Linked DNA regions of Sus scrofa: region 2 is linked to region 1. A link is a contact called in public Hi-C data. All regions are on one chromosome and are shown on one strand. Each heading gives the region's core, a stretch centred on a gene start, on an enhancer-like site or on the middle of the called end of the contact. The rest is flanking DNA. Distances are from core to core; before and after follow the strand shown. Region 1 holds the start of TTC12 (tetratricopeptide repeat protein 12). Region 2 overlaps ZW10 (centromere/kinetochore protein zw10 homolog).

Region 1 (4,935 bases), core at 568-3,067:
AGAGTAATCATTTCCCTTTAGTCACTCCACCTCCCTCAAGTAAAATTTAACTTACTGATGTTTTACTGGTACTTACTGATTTCATCCACATTTTTAAGAAATTTCTGCAAGTCTTTCTCTTGATAGTCAGCCATTGCGAACCAGAATCCCTGAGGGAAGCAGCAAAAATGATGAAAATTAATAATAATAAAACACTAAACAGAATTTGTCAGGCTTATTAGGCTTCTAAAGCTAAGAGCCAAGTGATTATTTCAAAGACAAATTTGTGTTTACAAAAGTCATGAGTAACAAGCAGGGTGATCTATTTCACTCCCGCTACCATTACGCCAAGGGACATCTGTTATTTGTGGCGATCCTTCCAGAAAGCTGCCAGCCTCCCTCCAATGGGAAAACTGCCCTGCGAAATGTTCTTACAAAGCCAACATAAACTTCTGTGATTCAGGGACCTGGCATGATAGGGACCAGGAGGAGAGCAGCTGACAGGCCACCAGGGATGGAGGATGCTAATTTTTGACTTTGACTGTGACAGCCCGGCCCAGCCAGGAGCTTGGACCTGGCTATGTGACAAGTAACCTGAAATGGGACAATCTGCATCTAAATGTCCAAACTTGTTTAAAATATAAGCCTCTGGCTTGTGCATGAGGAGCGAAGAAAAGCTACAAATTGGCTGAAGGGGTTAGAATTTGACAGCACTGTATGCCCGCGTCTCCTCTCCAGGTACTTTAGATGTATTACCTCTCAGCTGTTTTTGAATGAAAAGGTCTCCAGTGGGTCCCAAAGGTCCACCTGCGGACCATAAATATCATCCAAAACTTGAGTATAGAGATTTCTCAGCCTTAGCCCACAGTTCCTCAGCTACACACAGGAACCTACAGTTTGAAACACTCTCCAGGTCATTCTGCTTTACAGCCAGCTGTATTTAAAGGCAGTGGAGTCCTCTAAGGCACCTATAACCAGAAATTCAAAATCTGCCAGGAACAACTTGTGAGTTAATTGATCTCTTTGAGATTCCACCAGTTACAAGCTGTGCTACCTCAGCTAGAGTCACCACCTCTCTGAGCCTCAGAGAGAGGCCCCCTTCATTCTATGGAATCACTAATACAAAAGAGCACTATCTGGGGATTAACGTAATGCTGCAGTTTTGTGATGAGGGGTTGCTGCGGGTCACCCTTACCCATAAAAGAGGACTGGGGGCCTGCGGCTTAACTAAAAGATCCCGAGGTTTCTTTCCAGCTCCAGCTACTTAGGCTCTTGTGGAACTGAGGCCTAGTCAAATGAGTCAACTTGCCCAAGTTGAGGGAGGGCAGAAGGCAGGCTCTGAATTCCTGCGGGTAGGCGCCAAGCCCTCTGCTCCCAGGGCAGGCCTAAGGGTGCGCCCTGAGACTGGGCAGCGAACCCGCGAAGGGTCAGGAAACGAACCCACGAAGGGTCAGGAAGGCCAGGCACGGCGAGGCTCACGGCGGCGGGCGCGGCGTATATCCTGGGACAGGAGCCTGTGGCCCGCGGGGACTGTGCTGCAGCCAGGAGACCGCTCACCCCGGAAGCCCCTCCCCACCCTGCGCAGAGGGGAGGGGCCGACGGCACCGTTGCCCAGCAACCGCTCCGGAGCGTCCACTGGCCGGGTACCGCCAGGGAAGTCACAGCCCGCAGCCGATAAAGTCCCATACGCTGGGCCCAAACCAGCGTCCTCTGCTTGGCTCCGATGGCCAGATCAGGGCAGGGCAGACCCCAGGCCACCCCACTGCACTGACCTGACGCGCCCAGGGCTAGACAGGAAATGGCGGCCGTGGACGGGAGGCGACTGACCTAGGCTGGGGTGGGGCGGGGCCAGGGGCCAGGGTGTGGGCGTGGCTCCGCGCTGAGCGGCACCACGGGTCCTCCGGTTCCAGAATGCTTGGCCAAGCGCCAAATTCAAGGCGGAGCTGGGGCCAGGGATGCCTGAGGTGGACCTGGGAAGGAGGGGAGCAAAAGAAGCCCAAGTGTCCTGCGCTGATCCCTAAATCAGCTCCAGGTTTTTGCCTCTTTTTCTTTTGGGACTGGGTGTGGCATGTCCATTAGCTTAATATCCCTGGACCAAAAAGGCAGAAGGTCTCCAACGTACTTGGAAGAGGCAGGCTTTGGGTGTGAATTGGAATTTGCCTATTGGTATAGAAGACCTTCAGAGAGTTAGGTGACCTCTCTGATCTTCAGTTTTCTCCTCTAGAAAATGGAGAAATGCCACTTTCTCATAAGATTTTTGGTTAAAGTGCTGGGCTCCCAGTCATTAGGAATGAGTGGTGGTTATCATCCAGGGAATCCTAGGATTTAGAGCAGAATGAGATGATGAACACATTCGCACGTAGGGAGAGAGAGAGAGACTGTTTTACTATAAGAATTTGGCTCCCATGATAATGGAGGCTGAGAAGGGCACCATCTGCACTTAGCAAGCTGGAGACCCAAGGGGTCCATAGTGTCAGTTCCAACCGTCCAAGTTGAAGGGCTCGAGAACCAGGGGATCTGATGGTGGCATCAGTTCCGGTCCAAGTCTGAGTCCAAAGGCAGGAGGAGACCAAAGTCTCAGCCAAATACCGTCTGGCAGAGAGAAGGAATTCTCTCCAGGCCTTCAACTGATTGGATGAGGCCCACCCACATGGGGGAGAGAAATCTGTTTTACCCAGGCTACTGATTCAGATGTTAATCTCATTCAGAAACATCCCCACAGGCAAACCCTGAATAATGTTTTCACCAAATATCTGAGCACCCTGTGGCCCAGACAAGTTGACCCATAAAATTATCACAAGGTAACTACCAAAGAGCTTATCACCCAGGGGGTATTAAAGCTCAATCAGCAAACAATCACTTAAATTGTCCCTGTGAGAAGTGCTAAGAGAAGTAAAGGGGGTATGGAATTCCCGTTGTGGCTCAGCAGAAGAACCTGACCAATATCCATGAGGATGCCGTTTCAATCCCTGGCCTCGTTCAGTGGGTTAAGAATCCAGCGTTGCTGCAAGTTGCGTGTAGGTCGCAGATGCAGCTCAGATCCGGTGTTGCCTTGGCTGTGGCCTGGGCTGGCAGCTGAAGCTCTGATTCAACCCCTAGCCTGGGAACTTCCATATGCCGCAGGTGCAGCCCCCACCCCCAGCCGCAAAAAAGGTGAAAAACAAATGTAGCAAAGGGTACTGGGAAAGCTTGGGCTCCAACCTTGGAGATTTTCCCGAGGGCATGATGTTTAAGCTGAGCTTGAAGGGGTGAGTGACATTTACCAGCTGGACAGGGGGAAAAGGGCCAGCATGAGCAGTAGGGGGACACCTGACACGGCTGAGGAACCAGCAGGAGGCCAAGCGTGGCTGTGGCCTAGAGAGCGAAAAGTAAGTGGCGCAAGAGGAAGCTGGGCCCAGATCACACGGGGCCTTTGAAAGCTTCTGAGTCTTCCTCGTAAGTGCCAGGGGCAGCGTTTGAGGGGTTGACATGCTCGGATTTTTCTTATTAGAAAACCATTCTGTCTGTGATGTGGAGGATGAGCTGGAAGGAGGCCAGAGGGACACAGAGAGGCGAGTTAGAGGCTGTTAACAGCATGCATTGGTAGAGGGAAGAGAGAGGATTCGATGAATTTGAGATGTACTTTGGAGGGAGACTTGCCAGCAGGGAAATATTAGCAGTGATACTAGGTTTCTAGCTTGAGCCAGAATAGGGCTCTCCATCGCCTGAGATGAAGATTGGAGGAGAATCAGTTGTAGCAAAGGTAATGAGTTCAGATTTATAATCAGTTGAATAGACCTATGAGTTATTCAAATGTAGATGTTGAATAAATTAATTGTCCTTTGATAGTTACTCTCCTCTTCTTCAGATTCTCCAATTTTAGCAAAGCACAACGCCTAGAATAGATCGTATTTACTCGCTGTCCTTACATTGGACTATTTGCTTACACATGGCCAACCAATGAAATATAAGCAGAAGTTATGGGTGCTACTTCTAGGAAGTGTCCTAAAAAAGGATTTCCTTCTCTTCGTCTCTTCTTGTTGGATGGAATGTGGACAGAATGGCTGGAGCTGGATCAGCCATTTTGGACCATGAGGTAGAAGCAGTATGTTGATTGAAAAGCCACAAAGTAGAAGAAGCCTGGGTTCTGATGATCATGGAGATACCATAGTGGTTTGGGACTGCATGACTCCATGTTTCCATATAGGAGAGCCCGGTAATCCCAACCATACACCAGGTTCTGGGAATCCAGAGATTTCTATCTTGGTATAGTCACTGTTGGGTTTTCCGCCACCTCCCAGCCAAACCTAATATTAACTGATATGGAAAGCACTATCCATTTATTCAACTAACCTTTTTTTTTTTTTAATGGCTGCGCCTGCGGCATAGGGAAGTGCCCAGGCTAGGGGTCGAATCAAAGCTTCAGCTGCTGGCCTATGCCACAGCCACAGCAATGCTGGATCCAAGCCATGTCTGTGACCTACACCTCAGCTCACAACAATGCCAGATCTTTAACCCACTGAGCAGAGCCAGGGATCGAACCTGAGCCCTCATGGATTCTAGTCAGATTCACTACCACTGAGCCACATCAGGAACCCCTCAACTAAATAGTCCAAATGATGTTATGCATGATAATAATAAATATTGATTTTTTTAAAAATAAAAATGTCAATTTTTCAATACATTTTGTCCAAAGGACTCTGAACACCAGAAAAATTTGACACTGAGATCACACAGTTTAAAAAGCACATGAATAATGTTTTGTTAGAAGTTACTTTTATAGCTAGAAGTTATTTTTTTCTCCTCAAAGTCATATTTCCATTTGAAACCCTCCTCCACACCCCATTCAGAATTCTGTCCTATTAGAGGATGTTTTTTTATGTTTGCATGTCTTTCACTGATCATCTCATTATAATTCTCTGCCACAGAAATAGCAACAAACATTACTGGAGTCTTTGCTTTAACCAGATGCCATAC
Region 2 (5,347 bases), core at 2,193-4,692, 370 kb before region 1:
GCTGGGCAGTGATTGAACATGTGTCCCAGTGCCACAGAGAACCGCCGATCCTATTGTGCCACAGAGGGAACTCCTGATTCACAGTTTTTAAAGGTTATACACTCCCTTTATAGTTATTATGAAATATTGGCTATATTCCCTGTGTTGTGCAGTATATCCTTTTAGCTTATTTTGTACCTAATAGTTTGCATCGCTTAGTCCTCTACCCCTATGTTGCCCCTCCTCCACCCCCTCTTCTCACTGGTAACCACTAGTTTGTTCTCTGTATCCATGGGCTGTTCATATTTTTTACCCGTTATTCTCTTGGGTTGTTTTTGATTCCATATATGTGTTTTTTTATCTGTTCTTTGTCAGTTAAAATGTGTTGCCTGTGGTTTACTTTTTAAAGTAGTTACAGATCCCTTACTCTATATAGCCATGTGAGGATGTGGTCATAATTGTCAAGTTCAAACAGAGCTTAGAAGAGGATGAGGGAGAACAGTCTCATCTTCCTAACTTGATCTCTTCATCTGTCTCTGCTGATACCAAAATGCCGCCAAGAAACAAGAAGTCAAAGCTATTGAGTGGTAGATTCATCAAGAAGGGGAAGCATGCCAAGATTTTGTTTTATTTCTGTTTAAAACAAGTACACATTTGGGGTCAGATAAGCAAGATTAAAATCTTGTGTTTCATAGAAAATGGATATTATATTTTTTATTTTTCAGGTGGGCAGATGGAAAAGGGCCCTTGGCAGCTGCATTCTCTTCCAGTGAAGTGAAAGCTTTAATTCGTGCCTTGTTCCAGAACACAGAAAGAAGAGCAGCTGCCCTTGCTAAGATTAAATAGCTCCATCTTCCTGAGAAAGCCATGTCTTGACCATGTGGAGTCCTCTCTTGACATAATTTTTCCTTTCAAGACTTGTTGGAATCACCCATTGGTCTTGGTGAACTAATGTCATGCAAGTTTGGTTTCGCCTGGCCTGTGTGAGGCTTTGTGGAAGAACTGGGTGTTAAGATGTCACGTGAAGCACCTCAATTCGATGACCTTTTAGTCTCCCTCCCCTGATAAGAAACTGTCGGGCGACAGTATTTCATGTTGCTTCCCTCTGGGAACTTTATCCCTTGAAAATATAAGCCCTGGCCTTGGGTCAAGGAATCCAGGACATTCCACAAGTCGAGGTAAAGAATTTGTGAGCAAATGGGAGTTATTTGGGAGGGTAAAGGAACCGTATTTGGTCTTGCAGGGATTAAGAAGCCTTCCTTTAATATTCTTTCCAATAAATAATGCTTTTCAGAGTTGAGGGTGAGTGTCTTTAATAACATGGAAGCTTTGACAAAGGAGCCCATTGATTTTCCTATCTGCTCTGCCTTTCTTTTTATTGACATTTATGATCCTCACAGAAGATCCACCAACTTACTGTCTTTCTTCATATACCCTCTGTTAACTTGTTAACATTATCGGGACTCCCAGGACTTTCAGTGTAAGTTTTTGACACTTTTTGCTATTTCAACTAAATTCTATTTTATTGGTTGGATTTTTTTTGGGGGGGGGTGTTTGTCAAATTCCAGTTTCTGTAGCTTATCAAATGGCAAAAGTTTTACATTGCCAGTGTTCCTTTGGCATGTATGTGCTGTGCATGAGATGCTAACTCAGGGCTCTGCAGCCTATTCCTTTATTTGGCAGACACGGGTAAGCCTTCAGCTCAACCTTTTGCGTTTTTAACTCTTTGCAGCCGTTGGAAATATATATTATGCTAAATTTACTCTCTGTAGGACTCTGGATTGTCTCTTCATACTGAAGTATGATCTCTTGTGGAAGGAGGGCAAAAGCTGTGATCTTTGTGTGCCTTGGAGGAGGTGCCATGTGAAGGAAGTTTTCAGCACAGTGGGCCTGCTTCCTTAGGCTTCAACCACCATCAATTCCTGGCACACAGGACAAGTGGTTTTTTCCTCCTGCCTTCAAGTGTCTTGCCCTCACCTTGTTCTTAGTCAGGCACAGCCCCTAGACATTCTGTTCGCTAGTTTTTCTTTTACCGATTTAGGGTTTATGGAAGAATGCATTAGAAGGAAGAAGACTGGTTTCTTTTTATAACAGAACTCAGCTGTGGTTAGTGGCAAGCTGTTTGTCTATATTCGGCAAATCCTACCATGAGAATGCACAGATAAGAGGTTTGCCTCAACCAACTTTAGTTTTTTGAGAACAAAGACATCTTTTTTGAGAGAGAAGGAAGGGCCCATCTTCACAGGTGAAGAAAATATCTGATTTTGAAAAATCCACAGAATTTTAGGTAGCAGTCGTTTTTCAGCAATTGAGAGAATGGGGAACTAAGGACAGAACTGAAAGAAGTGCATTACAGGCCTGTTACACACAATAGCAGATTTCTTTTGTTCATAGAAGCTATTCCTGTTGCTTGACAGGTACAGCAATTTGGGGGTGGGATCTCTTGTAGCTGAAAAGTAGGCTCCTCACTGCTTCCTTCCCTGCATTAGCACAGAGAACTGCACCACAGTTCTGAGGCTGTGTACATCCACCCTTCAGGACTGCTTCCTCTAATGAACAGTTTGTATCTCAGCACACGGAGCAGGCAGACTCCATCCTCTTCCCTGGCCAAGGTGGTTCACAGCTGATTGGTTTTCTTTTTTTCTTCTTTTTATGGCTGTACCTGTGGCATATGGAGGTTCCCAGGCTAGAGGTCAAATTGAAGCTGCAGCTGCTGGCCTACACCACAGCCACAGCAACGCAGGATCTATCTGCGACCTGTGCCACAGCTTGCAGCAACACTGGATCCTTAATCCACTGAGCAAGGCCAAGGATTGAACCTGCATCCTCATGGATACTAGTCGGGTCATTAACCACTGAGCCTCAACGGAAACTCCCAGAGTGAGGGAACTTTAAGAGGCTTGATTCTGGATCTGCAGGCCAAGAAGAAACCTCTTCTCAAATAACATCCAGACCCGTACAAATGGCTGGGAAATGAAATTCAAGGAAGTTTCCCTAAGATTTTAGTAAAAAGGAAAGTTTTTGTTAAAAAGGCAAGTCTGCAGAGAACCTTCATCGCTGAGGTGACTTGACAGTGGCTGCTGTTACGATGTGGGTCTTGAATTGTTGGTGACCTGTTCCACGGTCAGTTTTGCACTGGGTTTCCCTCTGAAATGCACTGGGTTTCCCTCTGAAATGGGGATCCTCCAGATGGCACTCTTTGCTCAGGCCTGGGAGCCTCACAAGGCATCTAGGCCTGGTCTGTGCAAATGGGAGCCAGGGAGCCTGTCCAGGTTTATATTCTGGCCTTGATCAGCCCAGAAATGTCATCCAGACTCTGGTGAATCTATATTATAAACTTTGCCAAACAATCCCTTGTAAATAGATCAAATAGTATTTTCTTTGATTAATAACATTAAAAAATGTGGATAATCCCCTTGCCATGCATGCAAATACTTATGCCATCACTTCAGGCAGTGACTCAGCCTTTTGTGGGGTTTATTTGACTTCCCAGGAGTCTATCTTCTGAAAGTTCTGAGAGGTACACATATCCTCTAGAGTAGTTTTCATTGTAAGAAAACTGGTCCAAAGGGTAATTTGCCCAAGCTCCATGGCTCGTTTGTGTCATGGGGAAATGAAGGTATGACTAGGAGTGACTGCTTAGTGAGAGGAGGTAGCTGTAAATTCTGGAAGGAATGAGGCTATTGGAAATTGGCTCCTGTACAAAAACTGCCTCCTATACAAAAAGGCGCAAAAGTAGTCTGTCTTTTAAATTGGGTTGCGATGCCCATATTCTTTCTAATCACAGAATTGATTGTGAATTAGTTTTGTGCTAACTTCCTCCTAAAAATATGCATTTTGCTGGAATTCCCAATGTGGCTTAGTGGTAACAAAGCCAACTAGCAATTGTGAGGATGCAGGTTTGGTCCCTAGCCTTGCTCAATGGGTTAAGCATCTGGCATTGTCATGAACTGTGGTGTAGCTCACAGACTCGGCTAGGATCCCTTATTGCTATAGCTGTGGTATAGGCTGGCAGCTGTGGCTCCGATTTGACCCCTAGCCTGGGAACTTACATATGCTGCAGGTTTAGCCCTAAAAAAAATAAAAAATGAAAAAAAATAATGCATTTTGCTAAAGCCTAAAGTTTCCTGGAATTTATAAAGCCCCAGTTTTGAGTTCTTAAGTTCTACGGTTGAGATAGAAATTCCTCACTTTGTCAAGGGGAGTTTGGTTAAGAATTTTGTGATGTCACATGATGTAACTGGAGATAGCCTGAGATGTCTCCAATCCATGTTATGAAATCTGCCTTGAGTTTGGGGAGGAGAGCAATAATTCTGATGAGCTATGTATAAGTTCTTCACTCCCCCTCAGAAATCAGGTGCCCCAGATTTCTTGTAGTTCAAAAGAGACAGGTGGGAGTGGATGGGTCTCAGCTACTCCTGCTGTTGAAGAAGACACTGGTACCAGGGCTGAAGACACTTCCTCCCTCCTTGTCTCAGGCTTTTAAGTGGTTTTAAACCTTCCCCGTTGATTCTACTTACTTTTTTTTTTTGGTCTTTTTGGGGCCGCACTCGCTGCATATGGAGGTTCCCAGGCTAGGGGTCGAATTGGAGCTGTAGCCACCAGCCTACACCACAGCCACAGCAATGCCGGATCCGAGCCACATCTGAGATCTATATCACAGCTCACGGCAAAGCTAGATCCTTAACCCACTGAGCAAGGCCAGGGATGGAGCCTGCGTCCTCATGGATTCTAGTAAGATTCTTTTTCCCTGAGCCACGATGGAAACTTCGATTCTACTTAAATTTATTGGGTGCCAGGCATTGATCTAGTCACTGAACAACCCCTCCTCACCCCTACTTCCGGTTTCTCTGGTGATTTAAATCCTAGTGATAAAGACATGTTAATAACATAAAATAAGTAAATTAGTATGTTTGAAGGTTTTAAGTATGGAAAAAATAAACCTAGGTGAAAAGTGAACTCTACTGGAGTTCCAGAGGAAAGGAGTGAGCTGACATTCTGAATGGGATGGTCAGGGGACCCCTCCTTGAGAAGGTGGCTCAGCTATGTGGATAGTTGCATGCAGACAGCTCTGAGCAGAGATACCAGCCCTTGCAAAGCCCTAAGGTGGGAGGAGAGTACCTGGTGGTGGAGGAGCAGAGAGGGAGGGAGAGAGTGGGAGGAAGGCTTAGAGAAGGAACAGGAGAGGAGGGGCAACACTTGTGTAGGCCATTAGAAGGACTTGGGGGAGTCAAATGGGTAGCTTCAAAAAGTAAAAAAATTAGTTAAACATTAAAATAAGGAAATGTACATTAGAGAAAATAGTGTGGTGAACTCGTAATTAAATAAAAAATTTAACAAAAAGGAAACGTACATTAGATAGAGTGGT

What was found. A called contact is a pair of places that touch in the nucleus more often than the background predicts.
Region 2: a contact with region 1 is called in a Hi-C map of omental adipose tissue, with 2.0 times the contacts expected there. The contact joins the enhancer-like site here to the promoter of TTC12 in region 1. A contact is called at or near these places in 7 of 47 Hi-C or Micro-C datasets (brain, embryonic fibroblasts, epiblast stem cells and 3 more).

What each region holds. Positions count from the first base shown.
Region 1 is chr9:40,985,763-40,990,697 of Sscrofa11.1, reverse strand. TTC12 (tetratricopeptide repeat protein 12) reads right to left here and starts at 1,817. Exons shown (of 22, transcript XM_005667347.2): 1 at 1,752-1,817; 2 at 77-149. The coding sequence starts at 134.
Region 2 is chr9:41,354,731-41,360,077 of Sscrofa11.1, reverse strand. It overlaps ZW10 (centromere/kinetochore protein zw10 homolog), which reads left to right. Exons shown (of 16, transcript XM_021062840.1): 16 at 705-1,277. The coding sequence ends at 825. Among named protein-coding and RNA genes, the nearest start is that of TMPRSS5, 20 kb to the right of the region's middle. Within about 2 kb of position 3,442, at least 5 of the 83 cell types and tissues checked have an H3K27ac peak or open chromatin away from gene starts, as enhancers often do. A contact at or near this core is called in omental adipose tissue, where this site is marked.